Linked DNA regions of Mus musculus: all the other regions are linked to region 1. The links are chromatin contacts, called in public Hi-C, HiChIP or PLAC-seq and promoter capture Hi-C maps. All regions are on one chromosome and are shown on one strand. Each heading gives the region's core, a stretch centred on a gene start, on an enhancer-like site or on the middle of the called end of the contact. The rest is flanking DNA. Distances are from core to core; before and after follow the strand shown.

Region 1 (3,521 bases), core at 559-3,058:
ATGGTATACCTCCAGCAGGACTGGATCCTTTTGGCTCTTAAACCTTATGAGAAAAGAAGGGACTTAATCCAAAGGAGTGACCTTATGCCCCTCCCCACTGAACAGACACAGCTAAACTCTGGTCTGGGCGGACATTTATTCACCCCCTCAGGGACCAGCCTGGCCAGAGCCACAGTAAGGGTCAAAGCTAGGTATGCGATCAGGCCCAGTGGAAAGGGTAGGATGTGGGGGCTTGACAGGAGTGGAGAGGGAATACAGGCAGCAGCCAGGCTCCCTACCATGAGATCTGGAGGGTGGGATCCGCTTGTCCTGAGTCAGACACCTGTGAGAAATCATAACGAGATCAGAGGTCAGAGGGGAGGAAGCTCCCCAGTTCCCAGGGTGACTGGAGGGGCTCTGTACCCCACTGCTTCTTTACCACCCAAGCCAGACGCACAGACACACCAGACTGGGCAAAGGCTGATATTTGAATATCAGCTCCTGAGCCTTCTTGTCTGTGTTGTGTGGGAGTAAGGGCTGGAGCCATGATGTACAGCTGCGGCAGGTGTGTGTGTGTGTGTGTTGTGTGTGTGTGTGTATAAAACACACCTTTAGTCTCTGAGTTCGAAGCCAGCCTAATCTACAGAATGAGTTCCAGGACAGTTAATGCTACTCAGAGAAATCCTGTCTCGATAAACCAAAAAATAAATGAATGAATGAATGAATAAATAAATAAATGGCTGCCATAGGCCACACATTCAACTGAACAACGAGGGAGACTTCATGGGACATCTAGTAGAAAGGACAACTAAGATCACATCAACAACAGTGCTGAAGTACGGGGGGACTAGTAAAGTGTTTAAATGAGAAACGCTGGTAAAGTTTAAAGGATGCCTTCCCCCAGGGACCTAGGCCAAGCTGGTGGCTGAGGTAGGAAACGCACTTCAGGATCTGAAAATGGGACCAAGTGAGCCAGTGTGTGAGCCAAAGGAGAGAAGATAAGGAAGAGTTAACTGGAGGCAGTAGCAGTCAGGTCCAGGAAAAAGAAAAAAAGGCCTTCAGAAGGAAAACAATCCCTGTTCACCTGTACCTAAATTCCAGAACGAGCTACAGCTGCCCTAAGTCACAAGGATGACGACAAAAAAGGATTCGAGAAGTCCCCTTCTGCTAAACCAAAGCCCTTGGGCCCCTCCTTGCACACACAAACACCCACCTTCAGGTCAAAATGGGAGAGAGGAAGCTACTTTCCCAGGTAGCTTTTGGCCCAGGTATCTGGCCACTGGCTAGACTGGCCAATTAGCAGTGAACACTAGAAAAGAATTCTCCTCTCAGACCCCAGCATTTGGACTACCAATGGGAAATCGCGGTCTCAGATACAGAAGAGCAAATCCTGAGATGCCTTCTGAGTCCGCAGGCGTGACCGACTCCAGGTCATTCAGGTGCAGAAATGAGAGAAGAGATAGTCCCAGAAAGTGATTACTCACGAGGAATGAGGGAGGTTGCACCCAGCCCCAGGCCTGGAGGGAAGCAGCCTTGCTCAGGTTCAACACTGGAGCCCGGGAGCAGGCTAGAAGAGCTGGGATGCTCGGCTATTCTACTCCGCTGGGATCACGTCTTCGGCCAGGCATTCACAACAGCACCGAGCCGCCCACGCCTTCCATCCTTTTGGGGAGTAAAAGCCAAGTGTCCCTTGCCCTAAAAACAAGGAAAGCGACTGCGCCTACTCACCTGCCCCGGCGCGTGGTGGATCCCAACAAGAGAGCCACCGGAAAGGGCTTTGCAAGCTTATCCCACTGTGCCCCACCCGGGCGACTTCCGCTCGCTGGCCAGCGCGCCCCGTTTGTTCTCTAACTCCGCCCCCCGCCAGGTTACAGGGGTGGGGGCGGGGCCAGAAGTTGTCACGGCCCATAAAGGGCTGGGCTAGAGACTGAGAGGCAGGGCCGGGAAGTGTGGCTGAAGGTCACCGAAGGCCAGGCACGACCAGGAGGCGGGGCCAGAGGATGCATTTCTGATGAGAAAGAGCCTACCCAACCACAGTCTCACTACCAACCCCAAAAAGCTTTACCAAAGGCTTTCCCTTACCAAAAATCCCTTTGGGTCCCTGAACCTTAATGATAAGAGTCTTGAGGAGAAGCCGGGTGTGGTGGCGCACACCTTTAATCCCAGCACTCAGGAGGCAGAGGCAGGTGGATTTATGGGTTCGAGGCCAGCCTGGTCTACAAAGTGAGTTCCAGGACAGCCAGGGCTACACAGAGAAACCCTGTCTCAAGAAACCAAAAAAAAAAAAAAAAAAAAAGCTGGGCGGTGGTGGCGTACGCCTTTAATCCCAGCACCTGGGAGGCAGAGGCAGGAGGATTTCTGAGTTTGAGGCCAGCCTGGTCTACAAAGTGAATTCCAGGACAGCCAGGGCTACACAGAGAAACCCTGTCTCGAAAAAACAAACAAACAAACAAAAAAAAGAGTCTTGAGGAGAAAGTACATCTTAACTTCTCAAGAATGCCAGCTACTAGCCGGGCAGTGGTGGCACATGCCTTTGATCCCAGCACTTGGGAGGGAGAGGCAAGCGGATTTCTGAGTTCGAGGCCAGCCTGGTCTACAGAGTGAGTTCCAGGACAGCCAGGGCTACACAGAGAAACCCTGTCTCGAAGAAAAAAAAAAAAAAAAAAGAATGCCAGCTACTGAATAAACCTGATTTTTTTCCTGTCAATTCTCCTTGCCCTAACATGTTCTTCAACTGTCAGAGAGCCTAGGCCTTTAGATTCTAGTAACAAGGAAACACTAGCATAGAGAGAGGGAGGTTGGCAGAACTAAGTGAAGGATGGAGTCACTGGTGATAAAGAAAATGTTTCAAGGAGGATAGAGGGCCTATTGTATCTGCACTACTGAGCGGGTGTGAGGGGAGAGGATATAGTCCTTGGAAAGTGGCAAAGAGGGAGCTATGAGAAAGGAGAGAGTGTGTATGCACATTCACATGCGTGTGTGTGTGTGTGTCTGTGCCTTGAGTGTGTGTATGTTTGTGGTTTGTGCATGTATGTGTAAATGTCTATGCTGTGTATGTGCTATTTGTGTGTGTGTGTGTGTGTGTGTGTGGTATATGTGTATGTGTCTGTGCCGTGTATGTGTGTATGTGTGTGGTATATGTGTATATGTGTGTGCCATGTGTGTATGTGTGTATAATATATGTGTATATGTGTGTGCCATGTATGTGTGTGTGTCTGTGTATGTGTGTATGTGGTGTATGTGTATATGTGTGTGCCGTATGTGTCTGTGTATATGTGTGCTGCCCCTTGATTTAAGTTTTTTTAATCTCCCATCTGAAGGCTTTTGGAGTCACATGATCATTATACTATGTCCAAAGTGAATGAAAAAAAAAAAAGGAAATAAAAAGAAAGGGACCTGTCTGCTCCTAAGGTACAGGTATGGTGGAGGAGAAAGCTTATTGTAGGGAGAGAGCACAGCCAGAGGCAGGAACATCTGGGGGAGTCCAGAGTGGACATGACCCTGAGTCATGTGAGGAGAGAGGAGATGATGGGGGATACCAC
Region 2 (3,521 bases), core at 410-2,909, 960 kb before region 1:
TAAATAGAGCCAAGGACAGGCGTGCTTAGCGGGGACTGGCCCTAAACTCATTATGTAGCCAAGAGTAGCTCCTCCTGCGCCTCCCTCTGCAGCGCTGAAATCACAGGTGTGTGCTACAGGCCTAGTGGAGCCACTTTCCCAAAGTGGTTGGAGAAGCGCATGCGTATTCCTGTCAGCACCTGATGAGCTCCACCTCCTCACCGGCTCTAACAATGCTGGGCTTTTTTTTTTTTTTTTTTTTTTCCGAGACAGGGTTTCTCTGTGTAGCTCTAGCTGTCCTGGAACTCACTCTGCAGACCGAACTCAGAAATCTGCCTGCCTCTGCCTCCCGAGTGCTGGGGTTAAAGGCATGGGCCACCACTGCCCGTACATCTCCAGTCTCTTGATGATTAGTTTTAAAAGTAATTATTGGCTTTATATATTTCACACCTTTGAACTGCTTGTCTGTGTAGTTCAGGCTAGTCTTGAACTCCCCCTCCTACCTCAGACCTCTTGAGTTCTGGTATACCACCCACAACCCCTGGATGGTTCAGCCTTTTAAAAATTTTTTAAATTTTTCTTATCAACTGGGAAGCAGTCTTTGCTGTAATGTGGGTAGCAATCACTGGTCATCTGGGCTGCAAAATCTCTTTCTTTCTTTAGCTGCTTTTTGGCTTCAGAATGTAAGTTTTCCCTGAAGTTTATATGGAAGGATCATTTTAACTGTGTTAGCAAGAACATTCCAACAGTTAAGAGCAATGACGAGAAATTTGCCTTCATAAAGCCATTTGAAAGCATTGACGTGCTGCAGGATCGACCACATAGATCAATGGACACAACTCGGAAACGGACAATTTGGGCAGAAAATAATGCGTGGACAAATTCCTGATAGATTAATGGCAAAGTACATTTTTTTAAATGAAAAAAAAAATCCTCTCGTGGTTAGTAACCAAAATAAAACAAATGAAATCTACCCTTAAAATAATTTAGTGACAAATATCTGAGATGTGTGTGAGTTAATTATTCAAAGGTTAAGAGTGGCTTAGACTGCATTCCAGGCAGAGGTACTAGCCAGAGCAAAGGTTCAGAGGTTGGAGGACAGCCGCGAGCAGGCTCCAAAATCGAACTCAGGACGCCCACACGGAATGCAGGGTTGAAGCCATGACCGCCCCCACAGCCATCATAATTATGTAAAATACCACTTTTCCCATATATGGTACTTAATATCTGTTCTCCTGGTAGGACAGGACGAAGGGAAAACACGGTTCGCTGGGCGGAGTGTCAGAGCCTCAGACCTCCCCAGTACGCTCCCTCCGGCCCCGGCGCGGCCCAAGCTGCACACCAGAGCCGGGACCAGGAGCCCAGCGCGCCTGAGCCGCTTGCTTCTGATTGGATGAAATCCGCGTCAATCCTGGTCCTGTAACCTGGCTGTCCATTGGACCCGCCCAACAAGGCGTGGCTCCCGCCTAGGAAGCGCGGGTGGAAGGTGGGGTGGGCGGAGGTGGGGACAGATGGGGAGGATGAATCTCAGCACTCCGGCTTCCATCTCTTGTCTGTTTATAGGCCGAAAATCTGTCAGTTTAGGCCAGACTCCTGTTGGATTGGGCAGTGTGGGGAGAGGGCGGGGACTCTTGGAAGCTCCACCCACGAGCCGGCGGCGAGCTGTAGACCCGCCCTCCTCTTGGAAGGGCGGGGCAGGGAGGGCGGCGCGCACCAGAGCTGGGTGCGGTGAGGCGCGCAGATCACCGCGGTTCCTGGGCAGGGCACGGAAGGCTCAAGAACCTGACCTGCTGCAGCTTCCAGTCTCGCGTTCGCCCCACCCCGCCGCGCCGCCCGAGCGCTCGAGAAAGTCCACTCGGAAGAACCAGCGCCTGTTCCCCGGGCAGACCCAGGTTCAGGTGAGCGAGCTTTGCCGGTATGTCCCGCCCCGGAGCTGCCGAGCGCGCGCGCGCGGCGACAAGACTCGAGTCCTTTGGGGCGGACGGCCCTGTGGTTCTCGGCCTCCGCGTGGCGGGTTTCAGCGCGGTCGGGTGCGACCGGACTCCGCATCCTCACCCGAGGGGTGATAGGCAGCGAGGCCTCGGGGTTAGGGAACCGGGGGACGCAGTCCCCGGCCCTACAGGATGCCCTTCCCGGTCGGGGCACTGGGAGCTCGGCCTGCTCCTGTCGCCTCTGCACTCCCGCCTCCCCGACGGCCAGCTCCGGCAAACTTTTTAACCCCTTCCGGGACGCAGCAGTCCCGGAGATCTCGGCCGAGCCGGCCGGATGCGTTCGTGGGCACGGGGCAGCAGCTCCTTTGTAAGTTTGGCAAAGGGAGGTAACGGGCAGGCGAGGACCGCTTGGCAGCTGTCAGGGCGTCCTCCTGAGTCAGGATCGGTCGGTCCCGCCGCAGACATTGCGCCCGGCACGGTTTCCGCCGTCCGCTGCGGACTTCCTCATTTGTCCGTCAGCCCTTGGGCCGGGAGGGGGCGGGGAGAGGTACTCAGAGTGCGTGGGAAAAGGGGTCCCAGCTGCCGAGGGGCTCAGGGCGCAGGAAAAGAACCCCCCCGTCTGACCTCATTCAACCTTGGATTTCTATTGCCCGAGGTCAGAAGGCCTGGGTCTGCCGGCAGCTGCCCCGTCGCCCGGGCAGGCGTGCACCTGATTTCCACCGCACCTTGGGACGCCACGCCCGGGCCAGTCTCTGGGAGCTGGCCCTGACTTTAAGACCAGGCCGGGCAGCCGCATCTTTTATGTTTGATGAGAGGCGGAGTTTTGAAGACATCCCCCACTTCCTTGCACTAGGGTCTTCACCTCATCCTGTTCTGGAGCCACGCCTAAGGCAGGAGCTGCACCCCGCTCCTCCGGGTCCCCATCTCTCCCAGGCAAACTGAGTCAAGTACCCTCTATGACTTGCTTGCGGGCTGTAGTGAAACTGAAGGCTGGGTGGGCTCGGGCGGGTGCCTAAGGCCCCACCCAGCGGTGTTAGGGAAAAGGTCCCTGGGAAGTCCCAGGTCTTGGAGACCCGGAGGCTGCCTCGGCTGGGCTACAGGGAGGTCCATCGAGTTCTCAGTTCTCTGAGCGGTTTTCTGGATTAGCAAGATTTCAAAGTAACTTGCGTGCTTCCTACAGCAGCACCTATACCAAAATTGGAACGATACAGATTAGCATGGCCTCTGCGTAAGGATGACACGCAAATGCATTGAGTTCCGTATTTTTTAGCCAACGCAGACTGGCCCAAGTATCTCTAAGAGTGGCTCACTCTCAAGCACGACTTAGGAGGTTTCTGCCTCCCAAAGGACTCCCTCCTCTGCTGTATGCCAGCCAGTCAATCTCAGGACCTCCATCTAGAACTCTCAAGCCACTAGGCAGATCTGTAACCCGCCCCGGAGCCCCTCCTAAGCCTTGACCAAGTGAAAATAAAGCTTTTTGAAACAGCAAAAATAAATAAATAAATAAATAAATAAATAAATAAAAGGTAACTTGTTCACAGAAACATTGTAGCCATTTCTGACTCCACTGTCTAGAGTCCAAGCTGATAACTTCACCTGGAGGCCTCCCTC
Region 3 (3,521 bases), core at 347-2,846, 960 kb after region 1:
AGCCTACCTCAGGCCCATGCCTTCCCAGCACCCATCTCCACCTTTAAACCTCACCCTCTGATGAGCATCCACCAAGCAGGCCAGGACATTAAGGAAGGAATTAAGGATGTAGCTCCCAGCCCCCAGGAAGAGCTGATCTGAGTCTATCAGAACTTGCCAGACACTCAGTTGTCCAGTGACCACCAGTCAGTGTTAAACGTGTCATTATGTCAAGAAATGCACCCTGTCCTAAGAATCAGAGTGCCTTGATCACTCTGGCCAGACAGCTGCATACACTTTCCGACAGACTTGAGGCCAAGTCTCAGCCTTGAACATTTCTGGGTGCCGCCCAGAATACACAAGTTCTTTACACTCATGTCCCTCACCCCATAGAATGGATTTTTGTCTCCATATTGAGGATTCTGCAGGTTCCCTGTTGCTACCTGAGACAGTTAATGTCTAAGAAGGAAAAGCCTTATTTAGCTGTAGTTTTTAGCTCCTGGTTTTACAGGTGTCCATCTAATGTCAGGCAGACTTAGTGCTTGTAGGCTTCAGGTGGGGTCTGGGGAAAGATTAGGAAATTATAACTCTTCACCTCGCACAGTGAGAGAGAGGGAAGGACTGGCCATCACATCCCAATTGTGGCAAGCAGGAGATGACCATCTTTACTGTGGGACCTCACAGTCCAAAGACAGCATGCACTGCCCTTCTAAGTGCTGTGTTCTAGTTTGCCTAATTATGCACATTCAAAACAAGACAGCAACAAACCACCTGTATGCTGGTGGTTGTTTGAATTGGTAATTTGGATGAGACGAAGGCTGGGATCCTGATCATTTTATTTATTTATTTATTTAGTTAGTTAGTTAGTTAGTTAGTTAGACAGGGATTCTCTCTGTGGCCTTGACTGTTCTGGAATTTGCTTTGTAGACCAGGCTGGCCTCAAACTTGAGCTCCACCTGCCTGGGACTGAGACCAAAGGTGTGTGCCACCACAGCCAGGCTTCTGATTGCTCATGAAAACCTGCCTTTTTTTCTGTTTTGGGCTTCTTGATTTGCTTGCTTTTTCTTTCCTCTGCTCTCACTTTAGCTAAATGACTATACATATAGCCAGCTAAGTGACTAAATGTCACTATATGTGGAATTCAATACAGATAACTATTTTGGTGAGACACTAAAGCACTCAAAAGTTTTTTTTAAATTAAAAAATAAGTGCTGTGTATTAGTGACTGATGGTTAGTGCTGCTTTTAATGTAGAGAACCAGAACCCACTCCGAGGACTGAACCCAAGGCACCCAAGCTAGGCAAGAGCTTGGAGTACCTACCTTACACCCCAGGCCCATCCTGGAGTGGTTCAAGCGTTTTTTGGTTTTTGTTTTTTTTGTTTTTCTCCCCCTCTAAATCTCTCTGTAAGGGTTTTGGAGAGACTCTAGCTAGCTTCAGGCTTCTCAGGAGGAATTAGACAGCCTGCTTAGGACTAGCTCCCCTTCCTTTCTCTTCTTTCCCCTCAGCAAAATCACTGACCAATGGTTTACCAAAGCTTGGGGGAAATCCCGCCTCAAGCGTCAAAATCCAAGTGTCTGCGCCCGCCCCGCCCCGCCCCGCCCCGCCCCTCTGTCCTCCCAAACCCGCCCAGTCGCTTCTGTCGGTCAAAGCAGTTCTAGTGGGCGGGACCCGCTGCCGCAAGGACGAGAGAAGGCCAGCTCAGAGCAGGATGGCGGCGACAATGTCTGAACCTCGGCGTGTGGGCTTCGTGGGTGCAGGCCGCATGGCGGAGGCCATTGCCCGAGGCCTCATCCAAGCAGGTGGGAGGCGAGGCCTGGCTGGGGGAGCTTTCGTTCTAATGGGAGGAGTTCGTAAGCCTTGGCGGGAGGGGCGCACGTGGTACACCAAGGGCCAGTAGGGTGAATTCGCTGGTTTCCTGGGTGAGAATCATACATCAGGACTCTATTAAGGCCTCCAGGATCGCTGGATGAGTCCGCAGTCCCTTCCCAGGCCGGTGAGTGGGCATGTTAGGCGAGGTGTGGGGGAAAAAAACCAAAAAAAACCAGTTCATTTATTTAACATTGATTGTATTGGTGAATATTCCTTTAAATGTATTGCATTAAAGAATATTACGATTGACTTCACGTGTGACTTCTTTGTAGTGGAGTTTGCTTGTTTCTTTTCTTTTCTCTTCTTCTCTTCTCTTCTCTTCTCTTCTTTTCTTTTCTTTTCTTTTCTTTTCTTTTCTTTTCTTTTCTTTTCTTTTCTTTTCTTTTCTTTTCTTTTCGAGACAGGGTTCATTTGGCCTGGAACTCCCAGGTAGACCAGGCTGATCCTGAACTCAGGGATCCACCTTTTTCTGCCTCCCAGAGTGTTGGAATTAAAAGTGTGAGCCACTCGCTGACTCGCTTTTAACTTTTTATCTCCTTAATGTGGCTGCGAGTTTCTAGTTCCATATGTGGCTCAAATCGTGCCTTAGATTGAACCGACTTAATGCCAAGTTAAATGTCTGACGTCCTGGCCTCTTCCTCCTCAGCCTCTGGCTTAACCAAAGGCTACCCATTCCTCAGCCCCCACTCTCAGAGGTGGGCAGCTGTGAGGACACTCGGGAGGAAGAGGATTGGCCCTGTGCTCTGAAGAGTGCCTGCTATCGCTGGTTTGTCATTTCTTTATGGCAACAATACCTTGAATTTGAAGACTGACGTTTCTCCACCAGTTCCAAATGTCTGCTACCTGGAGCTTGAGGGGTATGGTGGGGAGAGAGGCAAACTCTTCCGGGCTGAGGACTGCTGGTGTATATAACTGATGTTTTACTGGCCCAGCACGGCTGTACAGTATTTAGAAAACTTTATGAACAGATTGCGGGTAGAGGAAGTTGGTGACCTTTGGCTCTCTGCTTTCAGTTGTATTTCAAAGTCCAGAGGCCCATGATCATGGGAGGAGGGCTTCCTACAAGCCTTAGCAGTTTACACGTCGAACCTGGCAGTTCACCTGCCTCTTGCTGCTACACACACTGTCACTGACATCATTAGCTCCCTGGGGAAGGTTTTAGCATGCACTTCTGTCTGGCCCAGGCTTTCTACCCCTATATCCTCCAAAACCAGGTGGTGTCCACCAGAGGGGCCACTTCGTTTCCCCAGGACACACCAGCTCACTTGCCTGTTAGGTCTTTATCAGACTGGCTTTGTTTGTTTTTGTTTTAAGACAAGGTTTCTCTATGCAACCCCCTGGCTGTCCTAGAACTCACTCTGTAGACCAGGCTGGCCTGGAACTCAGATTCACCTGTCTCTTCCTAGATGCTGGGATTAAAGTCATATACCACCATCACCAGGCTAAGATCAGCTTTTTTAAAAATTATATGTTTGAGTGTTTTATCTGTTTAGGCACTGTGTGTGTGTCTATGTGTGTGCTTGCATGCTTACACACTCCGTGTCTTCAGAAGCCAGAAGAGGGCACCGGTTCCACTGGAGGTAGACTTATCAATGGTTGTCAGCTGCCCAAGTGGGTTGTAGGAACCTATCCCAGGTCATCTTCAAGAGCAGCAAATACTCTCAGCTGCTA
Region 4 (3,521 bases), core at 298-2,797, 940 kb after region 1:
GACTGGCTGCTCTCTTAGGACTCCTATTCCAACCTCTACCTCTAGCCCCTACATACAAGGATCCTGCTGACACAAACAGTCTTCTTTTCCTAACAAGCCCAGGGCCTTTTAGCAGCCATTTTCCATAAGCCAACAGAGCAGTCAGAGGGCTCTGTGATTTACTTCAGAGACACCACTTTGTTCTAGCCCACTGCTTCTCTGGCATCCCGTCCACTTCCAGATCAGACCATAAGTCTTGTAGGGGAGTGGGGGTACTTTCCCAGGTCTACCCTCTCTCTATATCATCCTCCAACGCATTCCAGAACCAGAAATCCACCCCCAAGGCTCCAGGAGTGTCCATAGCTGCATGTGTTGGCTTGTGAGGTTTCTCTATACCTCCCATATGAAAAAAGAATGCCATCATTATGCCAAGTATTAAAACAGATACAATGCCACATCCGTGACAGGAACAAAGGTCTGCTCTCTGCCTTAAAACTTGATGTGTATATGTTTGTTTGTGTGTGTGTGTGTGTGTGTGTGTGTGTGTGTGTGCGCGCGCGCGCGCGAGGGGCATGGGGAGTCTGATTTCTTCGTGATCAGAAGACATTTGTTTCTTTCATTGTAATGGGTCTCAAAGGAACGATGTCTAGAAGAGCACAGGGCGATTGTGAATATCAGCTCTCCACCTGGAAAACTACTTGAGTTTAGAACTGTTCTTCTGCTAATATCCCGGGAAACCTCTAGCATAGCACTCAAGCCCTGGGGACTCCTGGACCACGGTGGGGCCGGGTGCAAAGAGGACTAAATGTCCCTGGCATTATCACAGAGATGTCATAGACGTTGACTCAGACACTTCATGGAATAGAACAGCTTGTATGACACCTCACCCCACCTAAGAATCCTCCTTCATGACATACGGAGCTGATTCTGTCCAACACACATATTATCTTCAACCCCTGAAGCACTGGGGTGCCTGCACTGCATCCCCTCGGACAGAGGCCGAAAGGACTGAGGGAAGGCAGAAGGCAGGAGGGCAAGGTCCAAGCCGAAGAGCAGCGTGGCGCGCACCTGCATTCCATCACCTGAGCGGCTTAGCCTTCAAGCAGCCATCCGGGGGCCCGACCTGCAGGCGCCGAGGCCGAGTGTGCAACCCTCGAGGGCCTCGATGTCTGCGGACGATCGGTCCATGCATCTACCGCCCGCAGCTCGGCGAGGAGACGCAAGGCTCCGGCCCGAACCAAGCGAGGAGCTACGGACAGAGGCCAAAGCGAAGTGCAGCCGGCCCGGGACACCAACCAACTCGCTGAGCCCCGCCGGTCACGAGCCCGCCCACCCGCGCGAGCCGCTCCGCCTCACTCACCCGGAGCTCGGCGGCGAGAGGACGGCGCGGAACCAAGCCGAGCAGCATCCAGGCGGGTAACCCCGGGCGGCCACAAAGCCCGCACCGCTGCCGCACGCCCCGGCCGGAAACTGCCCGAGGCTCCGCCCGGAGGACATCCGTAGGCACTCTAGGATAAGAATGGGGGCCGGGGCCGTCTCCCTGTCACAGACTTCCGGGCCAGATTCCTGCGGTCAGCCGGAGGACCCAGTGCGCAGACGCGGTGGCTGAGAGCCCTGTTTGCGCACGTGGGTGTGGGATTAGCGGCGAAGCTAGGCAGTAGATGTCGTCAGACTTCCCTGGAAGAGCTGGGAAAGGCAGGCTCTTTAGAGAGCTTTTAGTAAAGATTTCTTGTTGGTTGTTAGTGATGGTTCTGTATGTAGCTTTTGGTTTTAGCTTTGAGCGTTTAGAACATCTTTATCATTATCTTATGTGTGTATGCCTATGGTGGAAAGACAACTTTGAGCCGCTGTGCCTATGACACAACATCTTTGTAATAAACCACTGGAGACTCAGAGTAGTGAAATCGAGGCAGTTTATTTTACAACTTTGCAAAGTCAGGTGTGAGCCTAGAATGCCAAGCTCACTCACTGATGGAGGCAGAACTTTATTTTATTGTGTGTTTTAGTGTTTTGCATGTGTGTATGTCTGTTCACCATATGTGTGCTTGGTGCTCCTGGAGGCCAGAAGAGGGCATTATATTCTCCTGGAAATGGGATTATAGACACAGTTCTTAGCTGCCATGTGGGTGCTGGAAATCAAACCAGGATCCTTTGGAAGAGCACCAACCAACTGCTTGATCTTAACCCCAAGGAATCTCTTCAGCCTCGTGGAAGGTACAACCTTAAGAGTCATCTAGGTCTTAACAAAAAAAAAAAAAAAATTGTGTGGGTTTATCTCTATATTTTATATCCTGTTTTTAAAAAATCTGCCACTGAAACTGCACAGTGCCAAGCCTCAGCTGCCCTCCATGAACTGTTCATGTCTTCAAAACCAGTAAGTACCACCTGGGTGACTCTTATGCTACCAAGTTCAGCTGCCAGCATGAGGGACAACCTTGGCTGCTTCTGGAACACAGCTTCTGTGTAGCTCTTAGGAAATACTTAGAAAGTTTTTACCTCAATGATGCTAGTTTCTTCTTAATCACTACTAATTCTTCAGCTGTAGCTGACCAGCATCGAGTATCACAGCAAAGCAAAGGTTTCACTTTAGTAGTCCTGGTATCTTGTTCATTACAGCTGATTCTTCAGCCTCAGCTAACCTGAATCCCAGAATCTTTTTTTTTCCATTTTTTATTAGGTATTTAGCTCATTTACATTTCCAATGCTATACCAAAAGTCCCCATACCCCCCCCCACTCCCCTACCCACCCACTCCCCCTTTTTGGCCCTGGCATTCCCCTGTACTGGGGCATATAAAGTTTGCAAGTCCAATGGGCCTCTCTTTGCAGTGATGGCCGACTAGGCCATCTTTTGATACATATGCAGCTAGAGACAAGAGCTCCGGGGTACTGCTTAGTTCATATTGTTGTTCCACCTATAGGGTTGCAGTTCCCTTTAGTTCCTTGGGTGCTTTCTCTAGTTCCTCCATTTGGGGGCCCTGTGGTCCATTCAGTAGCTGACTGTGAGCATCCACTTCTGTGTTTGCTAGGCCCTGGCATAGTCTCACAAGAGACAGCTATATCTGGGTCATTTCAGCAAAATCTTGCTAGTGTATGCAATGGTGTCAGCGTTTGGAAGCTGATCATGGGATGGATCTCTGGATATGGCAATCACTAGATGGTCCATCCTTTCGTCACACTTCCAAATTTTGTCTCTGTAACTCCTTCCATGGGTGTTTTGTTTCCATTTCTAAGAAGGGGCAAAGTGTCCACACTTTGGTCTTCGTTCTCTTGGGTTTAATGTTTTTAGCAAATTATATCTTATATCTTGGGTATCCTAAGTTTCTGGGCTAATATCCACTTATCAGTGAGTACATATTGTGAGAGTTCCTTTATGATTGGGTTACCTCACTCAGGATGATGCCCTCCAGGTCCATCCATTTGCCTAGTAATTTCATAAATTCATTCTTTTTAATAGCTGAGTAGTACTCCATTGTGTAAATGTACCACATTTTCTGTATCCATTCCTCTGTTGAGGGGCATCTGGGTTCTTTCCAGCTTCTGG
Region 5 (3,521 bases), core at 408-2,907, 920 kb before region 1:
ATAATTTCCTGAAGTCAAAGTGAGCAGCCTGCATACATAAAGTTCCTGCAATCTTGATCTGGGTACCAACTCAGGGTTGACTCCCAAGGACCTAAGATGTTTTTGGTGTTCAGATAGTAGAGATTGGGAGTGGGGGTGGGGGTTATAGTCTGTTCATAGTCTTGTCTGTACACCTTCACCTGGTCCAGAAATACAGTAGTAGGTGTATTTCTGAAAGGTGAGGGAGTGCCACTGTGCTCCTATGGCCTGCTCTTCTTGGCAGCCTCCAGCATACCTCTTAGTAGACTGGCAAGATTGCTGGAGGCCCCAGCATTTTCAAGGCGGCGTCCCCAGCCTCATGCTTCTAACGGATGCTTCTGAGCTTATTGGGTGGGGTGGGGCAGCGGGGTGTGCATTTGTCATGGGTAGTGGGCACTCATGTGGTTTTGGATTTCCAGGCCAGAAACCTGTTGGAGATGCCTGTGCCAGGTGGGCTGCCATCGAGAACGTTTTGTCTCAGCTTTGCTGGCAGAGAAGTGGGAAGAGTCCAATTTTGCTGGTGCATCTGGCCCAGAGAAAGCTTGTTTAGGGCTTTGCTTGCTTCAGCACAGTGCAGGTCATCTCTGGAGCTTTGTTCTAATCACCCAGGCAGGGAGGGCTGCCTGAAGAGTGTAGGTGTGGGCCCAAGTCCATCATCTGTCTAGTGGGCATTGCTGCTCGGTGAGCTACCTGTGTGTCCAGGACCACGCTCTGTGTTTGGGGGACCATGGCAAAGGGCTTCCTTCCTTCCTTCCTTTTTTTTTAAGATTATTTATTTCATGTATATGAGTACACTGTAGCTATTTTCAGACATACCAGAAGAGGACATCAAGTTCCATTACAGATGGTTGTGAGCCACCATGTGGTTGCTGGGAATTGAACTCAGGACCTCTGGAAGAGCAGTCAGTGCTCTTAACCACTGAGTCACTCTCCATCCCCCAAGGGGCTTCCTTCCTAAAGGGTTGTCCGTTGGAGTCTGCTAGAAGACCTCTGCAGCCTGTCTACAACCTCTGCTAATCAGTAGGAAGTGGTATTTCACACCCTCTCTTCTCGCCTTTCTGTCTGCTTCCCAAGCCTGTCACCCAAGCTGTGATCAGGCTGTGGAGATGGCATCAGAGGCTCTCATCGTGAGTGGCCGTGGCCTTTGCATAGAGGTTGGTTGGACCCAGCCTGTTGGTGCTTTTACTGGGACAAAGGCCTGAGTTCTCTCAGTCAAATCATCAGGTCCCTCAGGATCTGTGGCCTTATCCCCAGGCCACTCTAAGGCCTTCCCACCTCTAGCTTTGAACTGGAGCCCCATATTTCACATGCTTTGCAAAATCCTTTGTGCCGTGGCTTCCTGAAGTCTAGATGGGGTTGAGAGGTGACGCTGGAGTTTCAGTGTCTGCTCAGGGTGAGCCAGTCGCCTTGCCTACACAGTAAGCCGTCCTCAGGTCTGCTGTGCAATTTTCTCCAGAGCACATTCGCAGGGGGCTGCCTGTCAGAGTGCTGACTTGGGTAGGCATGTTTGCCTGCCTTGACATTTGCTTCTCAGCTCCAGAGAACCCAGTGGACCTGGAGATGAGCTCCCTCAGGGAGGCACTCAGCCAGTTATGGCCTTGTGACAGTTCCTCCAGGGAGGTACACTCTCTGAGCCCAGCCATGAGTCAGTTGTAGTAGCTGCCTGCACCCTTCCTCCTGTACTTCCTGTCTGGCTGATGTCACCACTGTGCTAGTAGTCTCAAGCCTCACAGCCTTTTATGGACAAGAATCAGCCATTGCTCCTCTGACAGGAAGTGAGCCATAGTGTGTCTGCTCCCCTCCCCCAGTGTGTAGGACTCCAAATGCCTGGGATGAAACACCTGCCCAGGCCTCAGGTGGTCTTCTGAGTTGGCTAGAAACCTGTCCACTCAGGGTGGCCACATCAGCTCTGATGTCATTCTGTGGACCCAGCCTTGGGGCTTCTGGGTTTAAATATATATAGTCAGGGGCAGCAAGAGCTTGACTGCTGAGTGTTTAACTCATGCAAGCCTTATTTATTTATTTATTTATTTATTTTGCGGTTCTGGAAGGTTCTGCTAGGAGCTTGGTGATGTAGTGTGGGGGTGGCTAAGGAAAGAGTTCTGAGTAGGCCTCAGGCATTTATTGCCACAGGTCTTCAGAACAGACCCTGCTCATTCCAGAGGTCAAGGGCAGGGCTAATGACTTCCTTTCTAACTGCTCTGGGTGTATGGACCAATAGTAGTCAAACTGCTCTCTGCCAGCCAATGTCCCCTGCTCCAGGGCTTTGTCAAGATTCTGACTGAGGAAAGGCTGTGGCTGTTGAGAGTTCTAGAGACCATGGCTGAGACTCACAGCCCTATCTCAGCCCACATCCTCTGAGATGGGGTCCTGGTGGTTCAGAGCCTGTGTCTGAATAAGGTTATGCTGGTGGCTGTTACCTTCCAGGTCCCAGGGTAGAAAAAAGACAAAAGGGCATTTCAGATAAACTGTTAGACCGCATAGGACCAAGTATGGACTTGGGCAGAAATAAATGGCTTCCGGAGGCCTGTGAGTGTACTCAGCCACAGAGATGACAGTGTGAGGCAAGGTTATTGAGTGCTGGGTGCGCACGCATGTGCGTGTTTGTATATGTGTGTGTGTTTGTCCCCATGTGTGTGTCCATGTCCCTAACTGAACACATAGGATGGCAGGCAGCAGAATGAGCTGGCTTAGGCCTACCACTTGCTGGGACTTCCTTATCTGTAAGGGATGCCCTGAGCTCAGGAGCAGATTTCAAACATAGTGCTGTGAAAGAGTCACCCGCCTTTCCTGAGTGCTGAGGGTGTCCTTTGGCCACCCAGGAGGTCAGGTGTCAGACTGCAACTTCCAGAAAGTGTTGGAAGGCTCTTGAGGCTTTAGAGGCTGTGTGAGTCACTCTAAGCAGGTGGCTTCTCCGTGCTCAGTGTTGGGGGCCTTACTCAGGTGGAGGAGGAGGCCTCTTGGTAGGGCATCTCTGAAAGCAGTGGCTCAGCAGGGTCTGAGGAAGCAGGTTGGGATTCCTCCGAGCCTGTGTTTGGGCTGCAATGGCAGCGGAGAGGTCAGGTCAAGGGGCAGAGCTAAGGGTCCTAGGTAGGCAGAGGTCTCATGAGTCTGGCTCCGAGCTTTAAGCTTTTGGAGCACATGCAGGCCTGTATGTGTGTGTACATAAGTATATAGCATGCTGTGGATCTATTTACACACAGGAGTCTGTGTAGGTGCTGCTTTGTGCACTGAGTTCCTGCTTGATGTCTGTGCACATATTCTTGTGCACCAGGGCACACACTCTGTGCGTCTGCCTACATGTCTCTGCTTTTGTGCATGTGTGTCCGTGTGGGTTGGCTACCCTGCTTCCTGTTCAGTAGTGAATAATTCTCTGACTCCTCCTCACGTAAAGGAATTCCAGTCATCCAGGGCCTGGGCCTGGACAGCCCTGGGAAACAGTGCCTTCTGAAAGGAATGGAGAATGTTTCCTTTTATGGTAGCACCAGGCACTTTCTGCTCGT
Region 6 (3,521 bases), core at 606-3,105, 910 kb after region 1:
CGGTCTACACTCATATATACATGCAGTAAATACAGTTTTCCAAGAATAACTGCTGGGGTAGGTCTATAATCCAAGCACTGAGTGGCAGAGACAAAAGCAGCAAGACTTCAAGGCCAGGCCAGGAATGGTAGCCCACACATTTAATCCCAACACAACTCTTGAGATCCAAGCCAGCAAGACCAGAACAGCCAGGGCAATAGGCCCAGTCTCAAAAACAAAAAGATCATCAAAAAAGTCCAAGGCTAGGCCTCATCTCTGCTGCATGATAAAGTTCCGACCCAAAAAAAACCCCAAAAAAATCAGTTCAGTTTAGAGAAGAAAGGCTTATCTAGCTTACGATTCCAAGTTACCATCCCGTCAAGGCAGCTAGTCATATCAGTCAAAAGCAGAAGAATGAACTAATGCAGTTTTAGAACTCACCTAGCTTTCTCTAACCTTCCACAGTCCAGGACCCCAAATCTGGGTCCGCTCATATCAATTAAGCTAATCAAGGCAATTCCCCACAGGCATGCCCACAAGCCAACCGGAACTAAATAATCCCTTGAAACATTCTTCCCAAATTACTTGATTGCGTCAAGTTGAGAAATTAACCATTACACCAACTTTGACGAAAAAGCTATGTCAAAGACCGTTTGGGATAGTTAAAAAGCAAGCCAAACAAAACAACATTTAATGAAACCAACAAGAGAGTTTCTGATTCTAAAAGGGAGTTAGAAAGATTAAAGAAAGATTAAAAGGCAAGCAACAGAGAAAGAATTTCCAAATCGTTTTCTGCCAAAGAACTAGTATCTAGAATCACTTCTAAAAATTAACATAGAAAGAGATAACTTTTTTTTTTTTTGGGGGGGGGGGTTGAGACAGGGTTTCTCTGTGTAGCCCTGGCTGTCCTGGAACTCACTCTGTAGACCAGGCTGGCCTCGAACTCAGAAATCCGCCTGCCTCTGCCTCCCAAGTGCTGGGATTAAAGGCGTGCACCACCACTGCCCAGCTAAGAGATAACATTTTAAAAGAGAGAGAGAAAAAAAAAAAACCTAACTAATCTTAACACTCAGGTGACAGAGGCAAAGGGGTCAGCACAAGTTGAGGCCAGTCAGGCTATAAATTATTTTAACAGCTATCACAAAAGTTGCGCCTAGAGGCATTCAACCTTGTGACATTGCGACATAACTAACCAACCACCTACACTGTGCTGATATGCATTCTTATCTATACTCGACTAGCAAGGCTGCAAATTGGGACACACCTGGAAGACCCGAAGCTCGGGAAACACAGGTCTGGGTAGTGACTGCCAACCACAAACTCTGCATGATAAAACCAGAATATATATTTCTCATCTGAACACCAGAACTGGTGCCACAAGCCTGGCTGGACTTCAAGGCCGGAGAGCAGGGAGTGTGGGAAACACTAAAACAGAAAGTTGTAGTCCTGGAAAGCAGGAGCAGACAGACCCAGACTGAGACCCTAGGACCGCCGGAGCGCGGTACCTGCCAGAAGCAGGAAACCCGAGCGCCCGTGCCAAGGGGACCCAGGTGGGCGCGGGGCCAGGGATTGGGGGTAGAGGGTCCGAGCTCACCGGAGGAGCATCGCCGTTAGCTCGCTCGGGAAGAGCGCTGCCCCGTCGGAAGCAGCGCTCTCGTCGAGCTTCGCCGAGAGCAGCAGCTGCAGCAAGACGCCGGCGCATCTGAAGGCCGCGGGGGATGCCGGGGGTAGGGTCGGCTTCAGCGCAAGCGCAGTGGCGCGGAGCAGAGCAACCCAAAGCAGCACCACCGTCGGATTCCCCAGCTCCTGCACCTTTAAACGTCAACTCCCGTGCGCGCCGCACTGACTTCAACTCTCCAGCGGAAATACGCCAATCAGAAGCGTCTTCCGGCTACTTAAAGGGCGGGGCCAGATAAAAGGGCGGAAGTGTGCGCGAGCCCGCCCCCAGGGGCCCAGCCCTTCCGTTGATATGGGTGGTCTGTGGGTTTTTTTTCGTGTGTTCCTGAGCCCACTGGAAGGAGGTGTTTGTTTTGATGGGCTTGGGGGACAAGGTTTCACTGTGTTGCCCTGGCTATTCTGGAACTCTCTTTGTAGACCATGTTGGCTTCAAATCAGAAATGTCCATGCCCCAGAGAACCTATCTCCAGTTCTCAAGCAGCCAGAACCATCAACATTCTTTGTTTGGAATTTGTCCTATGGCTGTCTAAACTGATGTTTGCCAGTTTGCTTCATGTTAGTGGCATGGGTCAGGATTTCCTACTTTGTTCATTGGGGTCACTGGACCCTTAGGCCACTGTGATGCCAAATTTAATTTGAAAGATGCAAACTTATTTGTAATTCTAATTCTAGTTTAGGCAGCCTTCGTCCCACCATAAGATAGCTGAGCAGATGGAAAGGAAGATACGTCCTTTCCCCTCTGAGCAAGATGGCTGGGGGATGTTACCAAGTTGACACCACTTTCACGTGAAGTTATCAGCAGACAAGCTACAATTAATATTGTTACAACTGGTCATGGAGCTCATGGGAAGTCCACCGTGGTGAAGGTTATTTCTGGAGTTCACACTGTCAGATTCAAAAATGAGCTAGAAAGAAACATTACCATCAAGCTTGGACATGCTCATGCTAAGACTTATAAACTTTGATGACTCAAGTTGTCCTAGACCAGATCATGTGGAAGCAGTACACCAGATAAGTTTCCTACATACATTCTGGGGGCCAAAGGGAACTTCAAATTAGTCAGACATGTTTCCTTTGTTGACTGTCCTGGCCATGATATTTTGATGGCTACGATGCTGAACAGTGCAGTAGAGATGGATGCAGCTCTTCTGTTGATAGCTAGTAATGAATCATGCCCTTGGCCCGAACACCTGACTGCTGTAGAAATCACGAAACTCAAGCATATTTTGATCTTACAGAATAAAATTGATCTGGTAAAAGAAAGTCAGGCTAAGGAACAATATGAGCAAAATCTCGCATTTGTGCAAGGAACGATAGCAGAAAGGGGCACCAATTATTCCAATTTCTGCTCAACTGAAGTATAATATTGAAGTTGTCTGTGAGTATATAGTGAAGAAAATACCAGTGGCCCCAAGAGACTTTACTTCAGAGCCCCATCTCATTGTTATCAGTCCATCTGATGTCAACAAACCTGGCTGTGAAGTCGATGACCTTAAGGGAGGTATAGCTGGTGGTAGTATTCTAAAAGGAGTGTTAAAGGTATGCCAGGAGATAGAAGTCAGACCCCGTATTGTCTCCAAAGATAGGGAAGGAAAACTCATGTGTAAACCAACCTTTTCCAATATTGTGTCACTTTTTTGGGGGAAACATAATGATCTTCAGTATGCTGCCCCAGGTGGTCTCACTGGAGTTGGAACAAAGATCGGCCCCACTGTGTGCTGAGCTGGTAGAATGGTGGGACAAGTGCTTGGTGCAGTTGGAGCGTTACCTGAAATATTCACAGAACTGGAAATCTCCTATTTCCTGCTTAAACGTCTTCTGGGTGTACGTACTGAAGGAGACAAGAAAGCAGCCAAGGTCCAAAA
Region 7 (3,521 bases), core at 592-3,091, 880 kb before region 1:
TCTGCACCAGTGAGTGCTGGGATGGGAGTGATCATGGTGGCCCGATGCTTTGGCTGCTGATCCCTCCACCATCCACTAGATGGTGCTGTACCCTGCCTGACTTGCTCCCCAGTTTCAGGGTTGTTTCCTTTGCGTTAGGATCCCCGTGGCCGTCGTTGCCAAAGATTAGGCTGAGATGTCAAGCAGGACATCCTGGGACACTTGCTTCGGATGCCACCAGTCAAGCTGAGCTATTGAGTAGCAGATTTTCAGATGCTGAGGAGTTTCTAGGGTTCAAGATCTCTATGCCCTAACCTGCCAAGTGAGTCCTATCCAGGGGGTTCCATCCAAGACTGTTGGAGAGACCATGTTCTGGTCTATTCCATGCTCTGATTAGAAGGTCTCCGTTACTGCTCTCTGGCTCATAGGGGAATTTACCTGGTTCTGCACCTTGAAGTACTTTTGTTTGGCTGTTGAGTTAATATTAATATCAATCCTGGTATTGGTACCAGGTAAGGGGTGTGTGTGTGTGAAAACTTGATGGAAGGGAAATTATAGAAAAAAAATGATCCCAAAATTACCAGAAGCAAAAAGGGGGATTATGAGTGCCACATGTCAGAATGTTTATCTTAGTTTGAATCTTGGCTCTGCCTCCCTGGTTGTCTGACAGGGACTAAATCTGGCTCCTAAAGATGTGGACAGCCCAAAAGCTCTCATCCAATTGTCCTTTTGGGCATCACTCTGTTTCAGGGCCTATGGGGGGCGAGGAAACTGAGGGCCCAGTCAGTAGTGGGGTGATTTGCCAAGGGCAGACTAGTCAGCTGGATCACAGGCTCACATCTCCCCTGACTCCTGTTATCAGTATGTGAGGGATGAAGGCAGAAAGCAGGAGCTGTCCTGGGTGTCTGGATAGGCAAGGACACAAGGTGTGGGGACTAAGAGGGGCACATTGCCAAACACCATCCCCAGAGCAATACCAGCTCTGCAATCCTAAGATCACTGAGTAGACCATTGGGTGTGAGAGAGAGAGACTCTGAGTGTGCAGAAACGCACAGGCTAATTCCGTAGAAATTCTAGTCTCCCCATATAGCCAGGTCTGGCTCTAAACCTATCATCTTTTCATCTAAGCTTCTTCCTGAGTGCTGAGATTCTAGGTTTGTGCCACCAATGTGGCCTTTTAAGGTCCCACTTAGTGCTTCAGTCTCAGAGTAAATGGGCCAGCATGGGTCTCCACTCTGCCCACCAGGAACCTGTGTTTTCAACCGATGGATACATCACCTGTGCTGTTGACCCCCCCAAGGCCACTGCCCACCTGTGGGGTGGGGTTAGAGTCTCTACAGTGGGAGCCAGGTGCCACAGCCACTGTGGGAAGATGAAGGGGCAGAAAGAACAGGAGTGTCCCATTGTGGAGTGGGAAAGTCTCACTACAGGGTCAGCCACAGCAAAGACACGGAGGTGTCATGGTCACTGAGGCAGGATAGACTTGAAGGTGTATGTATGATAGAAGCAGGGGCTGGTTGGGAGGGGGGAGACTGCAGTGGGCTTGAGGCCTGGAGTGCTGACTAAAGGGGATTCAACTTGACCCTGAGAGATCATCAAGGACCCCTTAGAAGGAGCAAGGTGTCTTCCCTCCCTCCCTCCCTCCCTCCCTCCCTCCCTCCCTCCCTGCTCTGAGGATGCCCTGAAACCATCAGAAGGGATGGGGTTGGAGGGTTGCTTTGCGCAACTCTGCTCGGGTTCCAGCTGGGAAGAAGAGGGCTCCTATCAGGGCTGCACAGCCAGCCAGGAGCAGGGCAGGGCAGGGCAGGGCAGGGCAGGGCAGGGCAGGGCAGGCCTGGGCAGGGCAGGGCAGTCCTTCCCAGAACAGCCTTTCTGTAAACTGAGTCACAGCCCCCATCAAGAGGTCTACCATGCCCACATCAGCACCCAGCTGCAGCACAGGACCAGGTCAGTGCAAGGCTTTCCTGAGGGGCCAAAGAATGGAGACTGGGGACTTTTCCTTGCCTATGAACGTCTTTGCCTGGGGGTGGGGAGTGAGTAGTCACAAGTATGACAACAATAACAAAATGGAGAAGATTTTATCTGCTTATGAAAGGAAAGAATATTAATGAACCATCTGAGAAGATATTGAGACATGCTCCCCTTTGTTGCTCTTGCAGGTGGTAGGTGCCTTGACAGAGCTCCATAGAGGTGAGGGGAGCCAGGCAAGTCTTGGTTAAATTAACCCTGTGGTAGTTAACCCTATAATGGGTTGCTGGACCAAACTTTTCTCAGTGTACCTTGTGTGCATGCAGAGCTGGGCAGTATAAAAAATGACAGTGAAGACAGAAAAGGGACAGACACACGTGTAAAGGCCACTTCATCTCATCTGGTGAACTGGGGGACATTTGCAGGCCTCTTGCTGTTTCTGCCAGGCCTTTGTGTGCCTGGAAAATACCACCAGAAACAATTCTTACTGTGCCCTCACACACACCATCCCAGTGGGACAGAACTACTTTTAGCTTTCTGCCTACAAAGTAAGTTAGTTATTTTAAGGTTTTTTTTTTTGTATTTTTCTTTTTTCTTTTTCTTTTATTTGTTTTGTTTTTATTTTTTAGAAATAGAGTGTCACTGTGTAGCCCTGGCTGGCCAGGAATTTGATCTGTTGACCAGGCTGGCTTTAAATTTACAGAGATCCACTTGCCTCTGCTTCCAGAGTGCTGGCATAAAGACATGTGCCACCACAGCAGCCTAGACTTATTTTTCAAATGTGTGTGTGTGTGTGTGTGTGTGTGTGTGTGTGTGTAAGGCAGAGGACAACTTGCAGGAGTGAGCTCTGTCTTTCCATTATGAGGGTCTGGGATTGAACTCTGCCCATCAGCCTTAGCCACAAGCACCCTTACCTACTGTACCATTTTGCCAGACCTCTAGACAGATCTTGAAGAGGTAATCTGAAAGGCAGACAAAGTTCTATTAAAGGAGAATGTCCTTTGCACTACTGTCTACATAAAGGATTGGCTATGACGTGAGGTTCCATGGTTAGCGATGGCAGATGGGCAGCCCAGAGCAAGTACTGAAACAAAGGCAGGAAGTGGCAGGATTCTAAGCCCTGGTTAGATTCAGGACCCTGCAGAAGCAAGGAGAGAGAGAGAGAGAGAAAGAGAGAGAGAGAGAGAGAGAGAGAGAGAGAGAGAGAGAGAGAGAGAGAGAGAAAGAGAGAGAGAAAGCGAGCCCTGGGCAGTGGTGAACTTGTACCCTGAAGGGCACAGGCATTGCTGTGGATGGGAAGCTGCACACGGACAGGAGGATAGCCTGCTAGAGTTTAAGGGACCCAGGCTTAGTCAAGGGGCGGGGGAGGGACATGGCTCAGAATAGCCAGAGTTCACGTGCTGGTATGAAGACTGGGGATGCTAGCTAGCCTCGTGGTCTTCCCTCTACATTGAGATGGGGTCACCGTGTGGTGGATGCCTAAGGAGCCCTGCGTGTCCCAGACAGTCACCACCAGCTCTCACCCTCAGTTCCCATGTGTTCCTACCCTCAGAGGGCTGCCAGAGCATCCCTCC

What was found. Promoter capture Hi-C pulls out the DNA fragments that hold promoters and counts their contacts. Hi-C and Micro-C count contacts between places; a contact is called where the count stands out from the background. HiChIP or PLAC-seq counts read pairs in DNA pulled down with a chosen protein or histone mark.
Region 2: a contact with region 1 is called in a promoter capture Hi-C map of pre-B cells, with 2.6 times the contacts expected there. The contact joins the promoter of Myh9 here to the promoter of Zfp7 in region 1. A contact is called at or near these places in 2 of 39 promoter capture datasets (hippocampal neurons and pre-B cells), 2 of 115 datasets of contacts at active chromatin or transcription factors (extraembryonic endoderm stem cells and pancreatic cancer cells) and 1 of 9 other capture datasets (adipose tissue).
Region 3: a promoter capture Hi-C map of pre-B cells shows a contact between it and region 1, with 3 times the contacts expected there. The contact joins the promoter of Pycrl here to the promoter of Zfp7 in region 1. A contact is called at or near these places in 2 of 39 promoter capture datasets (the C10 cell line and pre-B cells), 1 of 484 Hi-C or Micro-C datasets (B cells), 2 of 115 datasets of contacts at active chromatin or transcription factors (bone marrow-derived macrophages and pancreatic cancer cells) and 1 of 9 other capture datasets (macrophages).
Region 4: an H3K4me3 HiChIP or PLAC-seq map of bone marrow-derived macrophages shows a contact between it and region 1, with 9 times the contacts expected there. The contact joins the promoter of Zfp623 here to the promoter of Zfp7 in region 1. A contact is called at or near these places in 2 of 115 datasets of contacts at active chromatin or transcription factors (bone marrow-derived macrophages and pancreatic cancer cells).
Region 5: a contact with region 1 is called in a Hi-C map of B cells, with 5 read pairs. The contact joins the enhancer-like site here to the promoter of Zfp7 in region 1. A contact is called at or near these places in 2 of 39 promoter capture datasets (the SN4741 cell line and cranial neural crest), 1 of 484 Hi-C or Micro-C datasets (B cells) and 1 of 115 datasets of contacts at active chromatin or transcription factors (pancreatic cancer cells).
Region 6: a contact with region 1 is called in an H3K4me3 HiChIP or PLAC-seq map of bone marrow-derived macrophages, with 7 times the contacts expected there. The contact joins the promoter of Zfp707 here to the promoter of Zfp7 in region 1. A contact is called at or near these places in 2 of 39 promoter capture datasets (erythroid cells and pre-B cells), 1 of 115 datasets of contacts at active chromatin or transcription factors (bone marrow-derived macrophages) and 1 of 9 other capture datasets (adipose tissue).
Region 7: a contact with region 1 is called in a promoter capture Hi-C map of hippocampal neurons, with 2.1 times the contacts expected there. The contact joins the promoter of Apol8 here to the promoter of Zfp7 in region 1. A contact is called at or near these places in 4 of 39 promoter capture datasets (the 3T3-L1 cell line, cranial neural crest and hippocampal neurons) and 2 of 115 datasets of contacts at active chromatin or transcription factors (bone marrow-derived macrophages and pancreatic cancer cells).

What each region holds. Positions count from the first base shown.
Region 1 is chr15:76,877,540-76,881,060 of GRCm38.p6, reverse strand. It overlaps Zfp7 (zinc finger protein 7), which reads right to left and starts at 1,808. Exons shown (of 5, transcript NM_145916.3): 1 at 1,708-1,808; 2 at 279-322. The coding sequence starts at 281.
Region 2 is chr15:77,840,313-77,843,833 of GRCm38.p6, reverse strand. Myh9 (myosin, heavy polypeptide 9, non-muscle) reads left to right here and starts at 1,659. Exons shown (of 41, transcript NM_022410.3): 1 at 1,659-1,877. It also overlaps the pseudogene Gm22107.
Region 3 is chr15:75,919,635-75,923,155 of GRCm38.p6, reverse strand. It overlaps Pycrl (pyrroline-5-carboxylate reductase-like), which reads left to right and starts at 1,596. Exons shown (of 6, transcript NM_025412.2): 1 at 1,596-1,780. The coding sequence starts at 1,690.
Region 4 is chr15:75,938,978-75,942,498 of GRCm38.p6, reverse strand. Zfp623 (zinc finger protein 623) reads right to left here and starts at 1,547. Exons shown (of 2, transcript NM_030199.3): 1 at 1,340-1,547.
Region 5 is chr15:77,798,912-77,802,432 of GRCm38.p6, reverse strand. All of the region lies in intron 3 of Myh9 (myosin, heavy polypeptide 9, non-muscle), which reads left to right. Among named protein-coding and RNA genes, the nearest start is that of Myh9, 42 kb to the left of the region's middle. RefSeq lists an enhancer at 1,134-3,521. Within about 2 kb of position 1,657, at least 290 of the 459 cell types and tissues checked have an H3K27ac peak or open chromatin away from gene starts, as enhancers often do. A contact at or near this core is called in B cells, the SN4741 cell line and pancreatic cancer cells, where this site is marked.
Region 6 is chr15:75,967,457-75,970,977 of GRCm38.p6, reverse strand. It overlaps Zfp707 (zinc finger protein 707), which reads right to left and starts at 1,855. Exons shown (of 4, transcript NM_001347040.2): 1 at 1,574-1,855. The coding sequence starts at 1,681. It also overlaps the pseudogene Eif2s3x-ps1.
Region 7 is chr15:77,753,593-77,757,113 of GRCm38.p6, reverse strand. Apol8 (apolipoprotein L 8) reads left to right here and starts at 1,841. Exons shown (of 4, transcript NM_001081970.2): 1 at 1,841-1,926.